Regions from separate parts of the Anser cygnoides genome. Here region 1 is linked to region 2. Evidence: chromatin contacts called from public Hi-C data. All regions are on one chromosome and are shown on one strand. Each heading gives the region's core, a stretch centred on a gene start, on an enhancer-like site or on the middle of the called end of the contact. The rest is flanking DNA. Distances are from core to core; before and after follow the strand shown. Region 1 overlaps FNIP2 (folliculin interacting protein 2). Region 2 holds the start of PPID (peptidylprolyl isomerase D).

Region 1 (5,312 bases), core at 1,394-3,893, 35 kb before region 2:
CAAAAGCAGTTCTAAACAGCAGAACTAATAATGCCCTGTTTCCAAGATCTTTCTGCAGCACGGATTCTCCCATGAGGAAAAAAGACAAGCTATTCCCTCCAGTGAATTAGAAGCCCGGTACAGCTACTTTCCTTTAAACAATTTGTTACGTTCATAACACTTTGAAGAACCTTCCAGCTGTCAAAATGCAGATGCTACTTTAATTTGCCTGAAATTATTTCCTCCTCGCTGTTTTAACATTTTCACACGTTGTCTTATTTCTTTAGGAAACTAGACTAGAAAGTACTTCCATTTACTGAAAGCAAAATGTTTACTAACTCCTTTTCAACTGTCGGAATGATTTAGAAATCATGACCACTACGTAAGTGCAACTGCATGATTCATGTTAAAAATGATTCTGCAAAAATACCCAGGGAAAATGTTCAATTGTTGACACTAGGGAAAGAAGTTGAGACAATTATAACATTTGAAATTAGGCTTATCAAAAATAGAGTGGGTTTTTATTTTTTTTTGTAGTAGACCACATATTTCAACTGGCAGTTTCTAAGGTTCTCCTAACTGAAGACAGTGAAGAGTAACACAGGCCACACAGTACAAATTTCTTGTAGTCCTCCACTAATTCCATACTGTTTCTGGGTGCAGGTAGATGAGTACATATGAGCAGATAATCAAGACCCATTCACTATTTTGCAACTGACAACAGAAAAATTTGCTTGTTAGCTACAAAAGGTCTGCTGCATTCCATGCTTTGTTATGCTACTGAGCCACAAAAGCTAATAAAATTCCAAAACAGAAGCCATGCTTTTTGATCACAGCCCTTTTTTTCTTCCTGTTTTGGCAGAAGTCGCATCAGGAACACCCAGTGCTAGCCAAGAGAATTGTCATGGGCTATTACCCCACACTTTCAGTAATTGCTCACTAGTCAAGACTTCATCATGGTATAATGTTATTATGGCAGTGGTGCTGTTACAGTCTCTTTCATCTCAACAGGCTGCTCTGCTCCTTCAGAAATAGAGAAAAGTTTAATTTGCTTTTCAGGACGGGGTCTTTAGACACAGACTCTACATTCAGTAAGTATGTCAGATCAGGTCTTGTAGCTCACACTCAACCAAAACTTGATCTTCCCTCATACTGGCAGTATTACCTAACATGCACAGAAATCAGAATGAGCTGACAGTATTTACGACAGAATTCGTCCTTTTAAATAAAAGAGGCTTAAACTCTGCTTAGCTTAAATTATTGCCAAACAGCTGTTGTAAGCAGAAAGGTGTTGCACTCACCACCTTGGAATAATTCCGTTCTCTAAACTAGTTGTCTGACTTCGGAGCCAGCGACGTTGATAGCTGCTAGAAGATGATGATGAAGAGCTTGGAGATGGAAAAGGAGTGACCAGAAGACTGCTGAGAGATGCTATCGAAAAAGGAAAAAAATACACACATAATGAGTGCCAGTTAAATGCTTTTCTTTATACTCTGACTGGGAACAAATTCACATAAACATTGTTCTTGCTTGCTGCTCTTTATAAGAGAATTAGAGCAGTTTTCATGTAACTTGCTTGCAACAGGAGGCACAATCATTTTAAGAAATTCTTCTTGCCATAGAGTATTATTTTCTTATAAAGACAGGGATCTTTCCTCCTAGAACATATTAAAAGTCATCTTATTCTCATTAAAAGCATTCTGCCATAAGATGTGTTTGCTCTCTCATTACACTAGATATACCTCTTGGTCTCTTGACCTTTTTCTACTCAGTGCAAACACCTCTTCTCTTCCCTTGCTATAGTTAAAGGACCAACCAGTTCTTCCTCCATCTTATAGATTGGTAAAAAACAAAACAATGACTGTAAACAAGGAGTATCACAAGAAATATTCTTGCATAAAGTCTTAGGGCAATAGCAGAAAGAAGACTGCTCAGCAGATGTCGAAGAAGTTTGGATTTTTGTCATAAAGGTGCCTAAATTCCACGTGATCCACTGAGCCAAAGAACTGTAACAATTACAAAAGTAGGCAAACAAGAGAAACAGCAGATACCTGACCGAGCAATGCCACTGTCTCTGTCCTCATTTTGTCCTCTGCTGGGCATATCAACAGGTGTACTGTGTGCTAAAACAAACAGATCAGATCAATAGAAAATATTACTTAACTCATTATACTATTTGTCAGCATTTAAAAAACATGCTTGAGACTAAAGGTCACAAAACACCAAAGTTACATCCTGTACCATTACTCCAAATACGCAGTGTTGCGTGAGCAGAGGTGGTAGCAAACACTAGGTCTATACTGAATGTCATGTTACTAGAGGAAGTTAGTTACTTGGCCCAATCTAAAGTGTCTCTAAGAAGCTTAAGAATGTGAATACAGTCTACATTACAAAGTGCATCCGATTTTTGATTACAAGAACTGGTGGTACTACCATCTGTCACTCAACTTTTTTTGTTTGCAAGATTATTAATTTACAAAGGTTAAATGTTACAACAGAATAGTCAAACATGTCCTTCAAGCTTCTGATTTACTCCCCAAGCAGAGATTTATTATCTACAAAGCTTCATGGTAAGAAACATTCAGCTTATGATGTACTATACTGAAGTGTTAGTAGTGCAGTCACTGAAATTGTAGAGCATGCAAAATTTGCAAAGGCTGTGAAGAAACTGCATTGGTATTCAAGTTCATTTTTTTTAATTAACAGAACTAATTAAGCCTAATATCTACCCACCTGCATGGGTCATCAGTATGCCTGTAAAAGGAGACTATGTAAAGCAGTGTTAAGTTTTTAAAAATTAAAGAAATTGATATTGTTGAAAAATTTAATGCCCTTCAGACTTAGCTCAAGAAGTAGTTTTGAAAGGTGTTTTTTTTACTTTTAGAAAATTAGTATGATATAAGAAAAGAAAAAAGCTGTATTATCAGCAGTACACCTCCACACTAGCAAGAAATCAGCAAGGCAAGAAGCATAACTTCTCTAAGAAATATAAGGGCTCATTTATTATTAAACGCATTGCATAAAAATGTTTTTAAAATTAAGCACTGGAATTGGAAACAGAAAATCAACAAAAAGCAATTAATTCAGCCAGTTGTTTGGAAGAAAGATTTTAAGTATAAAGCCACATTTGTCTGTTGTCACTATCTCAGCCCTTTCTATTTCTAGAGAGTAATTATGTTTCTCTTGTAAGAATTCAGAAGGAGCTGGATTTGTGTGTGCATATGGATGGGTCACACTGTGGTTGGCATTCCACACAAACCTGCAAAGAAAGAAGCACTGCGGATGAGGCGGAGGGGACCTCCTTCAGACACACCCTGCAGCAGTTTGCTGCTACACAGCTGTAACACACCTAGGAAACAAAAGCAATGTAGAGAAAACGCAACGCAAAAAAAATTAAAGGAAAAGATGATGCACAGGAAAAAAAAATAAAAGAAACCAAACTAAAGGAACAGATGGTGTCACACTTTTAGAAAGACAGAACCTGCAAATATTTACCTAAATTACTTCCACTGCGACAGGTTCCCAAACCATTCTGATTAGAGCTCAGCTTTCCCAAGCTGGAATCTTGGTTGATATATTCAAAGCTATCTTGTAAGCTAAGAAAAGAGAAAAAGGCAGTGTTTCTAACTTGATCAATAGTCATTAGTATTAGCTTGAAGATTAGACTCATTTTATGAAAAAATGAAAGATGAAGATTAACTTTACAATTACATTTGAAGGACCAGTAGGTTTTCTGAAACTAAAAGGAAAGAGTCCCTTTTTTCTATATAAACTCCCTCTGAGTTGTTGTAAGCTTCTGTATATCACACATGGGATTCAGTTTATTCAAAGTTGCCCATTTTTGAGAAGAGAATAGATGCGAAACAGTAACTTTTGCTATTGCTGAAGAAAACAGAAGTGCTCCTTGCAACATATACTGCTGCACTCTTCTGGCAGCTGGAAAGGGTATATGTTTTGAATGTCCAAAGTACCTAACCTCTGAAGTTTATGGCATGTCTTTGACAAATTAAGAAGCAGAAACTCAGGGAGGTGTGGTGGTTTTTTTGTTTTGTTTTTTTTTTGAAATATGAATGTCCTGGCTGAGACTTATCAAGTTAACACTTAACCACAATCCAGCCTCCATTTCCAACTTTCTACTAGACCTTTCCACTTCAGCTAAGTCAAATCTCAAAGCAGTGACAGAAGGCCTACAAAAGGAAAAAAAAAAGGGAAGACAACTGTATTGGAGGAGAACGGGGGCGGGAGGGTATGGAGGGGAAGAAGAGAGATGTTCTTACTTATTGTTGCTTCCACTGAAGCTTCCTACCCTGGCTGAGAAGACTTTACTTATCATCAGTTGTGGGGGAGAGCTGAAAGGATAAACAGTCATTTCAGTGAGTCATCAGTTCCAAGTGCCTGACAGGGGAGCGCATCACAGAAAAGGACACTCACCGTATGTAGTGGATTTTCAAGGTGGAGCCTTTGTAACTCATTGCCACCGAGCCAAACATCATTTCTCCCAGCATGTTGACATCAGAGGCTGGTCTAGTGTACTACACAGACAAGAAGAAAGGAACAGCAAAGTCAGTAATGACTTGACATACTATTTCAACTGAGAATAGTGACAGTGCTGCATTTTGAGCGGAGAATACATTCTGCTTTTTCATGCAAACTATGATCCTGTGTGGTTCTGACACACTAAATGCAAGTAAAAGCAAGGACAGCTGGAAGATGTGGTCGGTTTTGCTCACTGCAGGAGAGACTGCTACAAGCATTAAACTATCTTCGCAATTCAAATTTGTAAGTTCTTTTCTGCCCCTACAGAAAGCTTCTCAGAAGTATGTTTTATTGGAAAATAATTTGTAAAGACTGCATTTCTAAGAATGATCAGACCGATTTCTTCTTATGTTTCAAAAGACTGATCATGAACAACAAATATTGAGGTTATCAGTTCTGAAGGAACTGATTTACCTCCTACTTACATATAATTTTTCTTCTACCTTATTCTATAGACACTTCAAATTTTATTTTTTCTAGATGAAATGCTTATGCTTTCACACAGACAGCCAGAGTGTCAAAAAATTGTTCTTAGAAATTTCGTGTTACAATGAGACATTAGTCCCTTTCATCTACCATGTTCAACAGCTTCTTCAGAACTGAACTGATATGACTGACAGTCATGTTTATAACTAGAAGAGGGAACGGTTTAGTGCTTTTGACTTTGAGTTGTTAATGCTATTATTTTCTAATGCTTTCAAAGAGGTTAAGATAGAATAAAAGCTTAAGATGTGCCCGTGTATTCTTAGACTACAAGACTTAAAATATAATCAGAAGCTTGAGTTATCTACCTTAAC
Region 2 (5,274 bases), core at 35-2,534:
TTTTCCAGTCTCCCCTAACAACACAGAGAAAGTTCCTTAATTTCTCTCTCATTCAGCTCACATCTTAAAATTAGCATAGTATTTATTTTCTCCTAATCTTTCCCTGTCCTGCCTGGTTAGATTGCAAGCTGTTTGGGATAGGGATTGCCTCTTTCTTTGCACCTCTGAAGTACCTTGCACATTGGGACTTCTGAGCAACTACTGTAACATTAATTAATAATCTGGAACCTAAACTCTTCCAACTTGGCCAGAAAAAAAGCTGCAGGGACTGCGTAAGTCTGCTGCTGGAAGAATGAATCACTCCTTCTTCCAGAGTGGAAGCTGCCAGCAGCTCTTGCGGAGGACACATGCGAGATGTGATGCCTGCTGAAGAAATCTCTGAGACCGTCCTCGCATGGCTTGACTGTACTGCCCAACTGAAGACCATTTCTCCTGCCTCCCTGCACCACACCTGTGCTAAGTGTAATGACGAAAAAAATGTCAGCCTGTGGCCATGGCCAGATGCCTGGTGACTTGCACATGACTCAAAGCCCTGGTGGCCTTTGACACTGTGGAGCATGTGAAATCCCTGACACAGCTGTGTAACCTGGCTCAGAGAAAGAAATGCCTCAGTGTGGTTCCACTAATTCCTCACTAAGTGCTCCCAGATGGTAGCAGATGACTTTTCCTCCTGTTAAGGGTTCCCAGATGCGATACGCAACAGCACTCCAAGCCGATCACCTCCTCCGTCTGACATCTGTACAGGGGCTGTGGAAGCGATTGCCATGCAGTATATGGCCCGCAGGGTTATTAATATCAATGCTACTTTATATTTTCTTTCCATCTGGGAATTACAGCTGCCCTCTGACATGCCTGATATTGAGGACATACCGAGAGAGAGAAATGAAAACCAGCTTGATGAAGCTCAAGTCCAAATGTATAGAGATGACATGAATTAGGGGAGAAAGCCTTTGGAGGATACAATGAATCAAAGATTGAACACAGAGGTTGCTGTGTTGGATTTTAAAGAAGTGCAGGGAACAGAAAGGCTCGTTTCGATTCGGAGCATTTCCAGAAGGGGCTGCAATATTGCAAGAGGCAGAGCCTGGCACTCTCCTGCCCCTTCTGCTTTTGCCTGAAGACCTACGTTGCCTTCACGATGCCAGTCAGCGCACGATGCTCACATAAAACGCCAAACCCAAGAGGAAACCCCAAACCCCTCCTTCCCCCAGCTCCCCGGGACCGCACGTCCCCTCAGGGCCGGAGCCCTCTCCCTTGGCCCATCGCCTCGGGCCCTCCCGGCCGGGGCCGCACCGCCTCCCGTGGGCGGAGCGGGCGCAGGGAGGGAGGGAGGGAGGCGGCGCGGGCAGCGGCGGCATGTCGCACCCGTCCCCCAGCGCCCGGCCCGGCAACCCCCGCAACCCCCGCGCCTTCTTCGATGTGGACATCGGGGACGAGCGAGGTGGGGCCGGGGCTTCGGCCTGCGGGGCGGTGTGGGCCGGGGCGATGTGGACGGGGAGGGAGCGGGGGGGGCACGGCGGCAACATGGCCCCCGCGGGCCCTGCGCGCCGCTTCTCGCCCTGCTTTCGCCGGGCGCGGAGCTCCGCCGCTGTCAGAGGGAGGGGGGGGACGCGGCCCCGCGGAGCCCCGCGGCCGGGCAGAGCCGCCCCACACGGCGCAACGGGCAGCTGCGGCCCCGCACGGCCCTGGGGCCGCCATTTGCTCCCCGCCGGGCCCCAGGCGCCCCGGGCTGGCGGCGGCCGCGGGTGGCGGTGTCGCCGGGGGTGTTGGAAGGTGTGGGCACGGGGGCGGAGCTGGGATAAAAAATGACGGGGAAGGGCGGCGGGGCAGTGCCTGGAGGCGTGGGTTGGCAGAGCCCACGTTGGCGCGGTGCTGCCTCCAGAGCGCCGTGCGGCTGTTCGGAAGAATGAGGAGGATGAGGTGGTCTGCTTTGTACTGACTTCCAGCCATCTGATTTCATTCCCGCGTTAATTAGAGTTAGTATAGTTACACTCAGCGTCCGGGAGAGTGAGGCTGTTAGGCTGAGGAGAAGAGGGGAGCATCCTCTCTGATGGCGGCACCAAGGGGGGACAGCACCGTAAGGAGCCAGCTTGTGACAAGGTGACAGAGCGACACAAAATCCATCTGTCCACTCTTGTAGGGTGTGTGATCTTTCCAGGTTTCGCTTCCTGTACGTTTTTAGGTGTAAGGACTGCTTAGTAGCACCTGTAACTGTACAGAGCCATTATTCGCCTGCAAGTTCAGCATTACTCCATTTTAGTAAAATGGGAGCTTAAGGGAATGAGGAGTAAGGTTGGTTTACATGCTTGACATAAACTTTTTGATCAAAAAATCTGAAACATTGACTTCCTTTGCCCTGTAATGCTCGATAAATCACTGTGCCAAGGCCAGGACTTAACATTTTCTCATTTTCTGTCATTTCAGTTGGACGCATTGTCTTTGAATTATTTGCTGACATTGTACCTAAAACTGCCGAAAACTTCCGTGCGTTATGTACGGGAGAGAAAGGAACAGGGCCCACAACTGGAAAACCTCTCCATTATAAAGGATGCCCTTTCCATAGAAGTAAGTCCTGTGAAATCCTTCATTATCAATATTTGAAATAATGGTAAATGTTATTGTGGAGCATTTGTTGAAGAAATAATGACTGAAACTAAGTTTTTGACTTTTTGATTCTCCTAATCTCTAGATATTGTCTGCCGTGCATTGTCAATAAATTTGCATTATAAATTCATCAGTAAATTAGCAAAACTAATTTAATGTGAGTTGTAAATAGGTTGAAGTGGTTTTCAGGTAAAGAATCAAATTTCAAATAACGTTCACTGAATAGAAAAGGAATGTGTGGGTGAGGATAACTAAAATGTGGTTTGCATTTTATTTAGGCGCAGTGCTGATGACTGGGATTGCTCGTCATCTCTGAATTGTTTGGTCTGCAGTGCCTTTCCTGCCTTGCTGCTATATTTTGTAATTATTTTCTTTTACAGTTATTAAGCAGTTCATGGTCCAGGGTGGAGATTTCTCAAATCAAAATGGCACTGGTGGAGAAAGTATTTATGGTGAAAAATTTGAAGATGAAAACTTTCATTATAAGGTAATATATTAAAAATAGTAATTGCATCCAGTTTTTTGAATTTTCAGTGAATTTTAGTTTTCTTCAAGTTCAGCACTAGTGCTCTTTAGTCCACTGTTAATGTATTTTTAAGCAGTGGAATGAATGCAGCAAAAAATCCCCCTACTAGTTTGTCCTTAGAGTCTTTATTGAGTACAGAAGAAAGCATCCACCTTATTAAGAAAGGGCAACCATAGTCTACATTTTTTTTTAATTGCACCATCAGAAATTAATTTGAAACAGTATTTCTGTTCCATTGAAGGAGGTAGGGATACTATTGTAAAAGAGTGACAAATGGGATTTGAGTATGTACAGGTCTGGATTTGAGGATGTTGTTTTAAGAGATGTTGGCTTTGATGGCAGAGCTAACTTCAGAAACTCCTACCCCCCATTATTTATTCCCACTCCTGTATCAGAGCACACTAATTATAGCACCAATGCAACTGTTCATGGATCCATTCTATACATTAAAAAATGTATCTTTTAAATGAGCTATTTCATGTATTTTATAGTGTAGCAAGTTTGTTCACCCTGCTGCAGGATGGCAGGAAGGAGCTACACTGTGAGAGTAGGAAATTACAAAGCCATCTTTGTCCCCAAAATCAATGTCTAGTGATACCAGGGAGACTGTAGCTGCATGTGCCTTACACATTCAAACAGGTACAATTAACAGGTACAATTCTTGAACACTGCTTGTGTCAGGATCTGTCCTGTACCTTTCCTTGTTTCTTGGGGAATTGGCATTAACTTCAAAATGCCCATTGCCATTCTTCAGGCTTCTCTTTGATATCAAAATCCAATTTGGTTGATGGCTGCAGGGGTCTGTCTTTTGACATAAGACTGACTTCTTTTTCTTCATTTCTTCTGAAGAAGAAATGTTTGTCTTCTATATTTTTAAATCATTTTTAGAAGAAGTTTTAGTTCTACCTTTATATAAAAGGGGTATTCCAGACAGAAAGGGAAGAAAACTGCCTTTTACCATACTGTACAGCAGGTCCTCGTTTGTTCTGTCGGTGTTTATATGGTTACCTGTAAATTGGAATAAATGGCAAGACTTTGCCAGTGGTCAGCTTATCACGTCAGGTCACTCCCAGTCCACTTTTTTGGTGTCACTTCTCCAGCTAATGGCTGTACAATTGTGAAACACCCAATTTACTCAGTCCCCAAGCAGCGTTGTTTCCATGCCAATTTTGCAAGCCTTGAATTTCTCAGTCTGATTTTTCCAGACTTTTTTACTTGTTTTGTAAGCTTACCAAATGACAAGCAGAAACATCATGGGAGAAATACTTCATCTGAAACGTTTTTCAAAACCATTTCATGGCAAGAAAATGCACCTGAGTTATCGGGAGTTTTGTTGATAAATATGACTCACTTCATGGGACTGCTGCCGAGACTTGGTCCCAAGCAAAATGGAGTTGCATGTAAATGTTCTGAAGATCAGAGCCACCAGACTTCTGGCTCTAACTTTGTGGCTTCTCTTCTGAATGTTTACAGACAACACGTGCATGTGTAAGGCAATGCCAGAGCTTACTGTTCCTTGGCTCTCTGTTTACAGACCAGTGCTGTCTAGCGTTAGTTGTAATTAAAAAGAAAAAAAAAAAAGGTGAAAACGTACCTATTTCTCAGGTGATCTGTCCCAACTCAGTAGCTGACCATCGCAGAGTGGATTGATTGTAGAAGAAGCGGACAGGAAATGTTCAGAGTGCCAAGTCGCACATGTGGCTCTGCTTGCTAGGACACTGGGTTCTTTATATGATGTTATAACAGATCTTGATTATGTTGGTTGCGATTTGATGTGCAGCACGACAAACCGGGGCTGCTGAGCATGGCAAATGCAGGACCTGGCACTAACGGCTCCCAGTTCTTCATTACCACGGTGCCTACTTCTCACCTGGACGGGAAACATGTGGTGTTCGGCCAAGTGATCAGAGGAATGGGTGTCGTTAAAATATTAGAAAACGTCGAAGTAAATGGAGAAAATCCTGCTAAGGTAAGCAAAACTCATGGCACCTAGGGGTGGTGGCTTTTCTTCTCGTATATGAAATTTTATGCAGTCACCAAATTGATTTGACCTTTATTTTTTTGAGGAGGATTAAATATTTTTTTTTCCAAAGCAATAAAAGGCCCTGTTTTTAACAGGTTGCTTTGGGGAAAATATTGAAACA

Evidence for each region. A called contact is a pair of places that touch in the nucleus more often than the background predicts.
Region 1: a contact with region 2 is called in a Hi-C map of liver, with 2.4 times the contacts expected there. The contact joins the enhancer-like site here to the promoter of PPID in region 2. A contact is called at or near these places in 2 of 7 Hi-C or Micro-C datasets (both in liver).

Annotation. Positions count from the first base shown.
Region 1 is chr4:49,949,297-49,954,608 of Taihu_goose_T2T_genome, reverse strand. It overlaps FNIP2 (folliculin interacting protein 2), which reads right to left. Exons shown (of 18, transcript XM_048076142.2): 4 at 4,411-4,511; 5 at 4,257-4,328; 6 at 3,475-3,575; 7 at 3,239-3,328; 8 at 2,031-2,102; 9 at 1,281-1,410. Among named protein-coding and RNA genes, the nearest start is that of FNIP2, 28 kb to the right of the region's middle. Within about 2 kb of position 2,643, at least 1 of the 3 cell types and tissues checked has open chromatin away from gene starts, as enhancers often do. A contact at or near this core is called in liver, where this site is marked.
Region 2 is chr4:49,912,712-49,917,985 of Taihu_goose_T2T_genome, reverse strand. PPID (peptidylprolyl isomerase D) reads left to right here and starts at 1,284. Exons shown (of 10, transcript XM_048076145.2): 1 at 1,284-1,441; 2 at 2,425-2,565; 3 at 2,985-3,091; 4 at 4,911-5,099. The coding sequence starts at 1,357.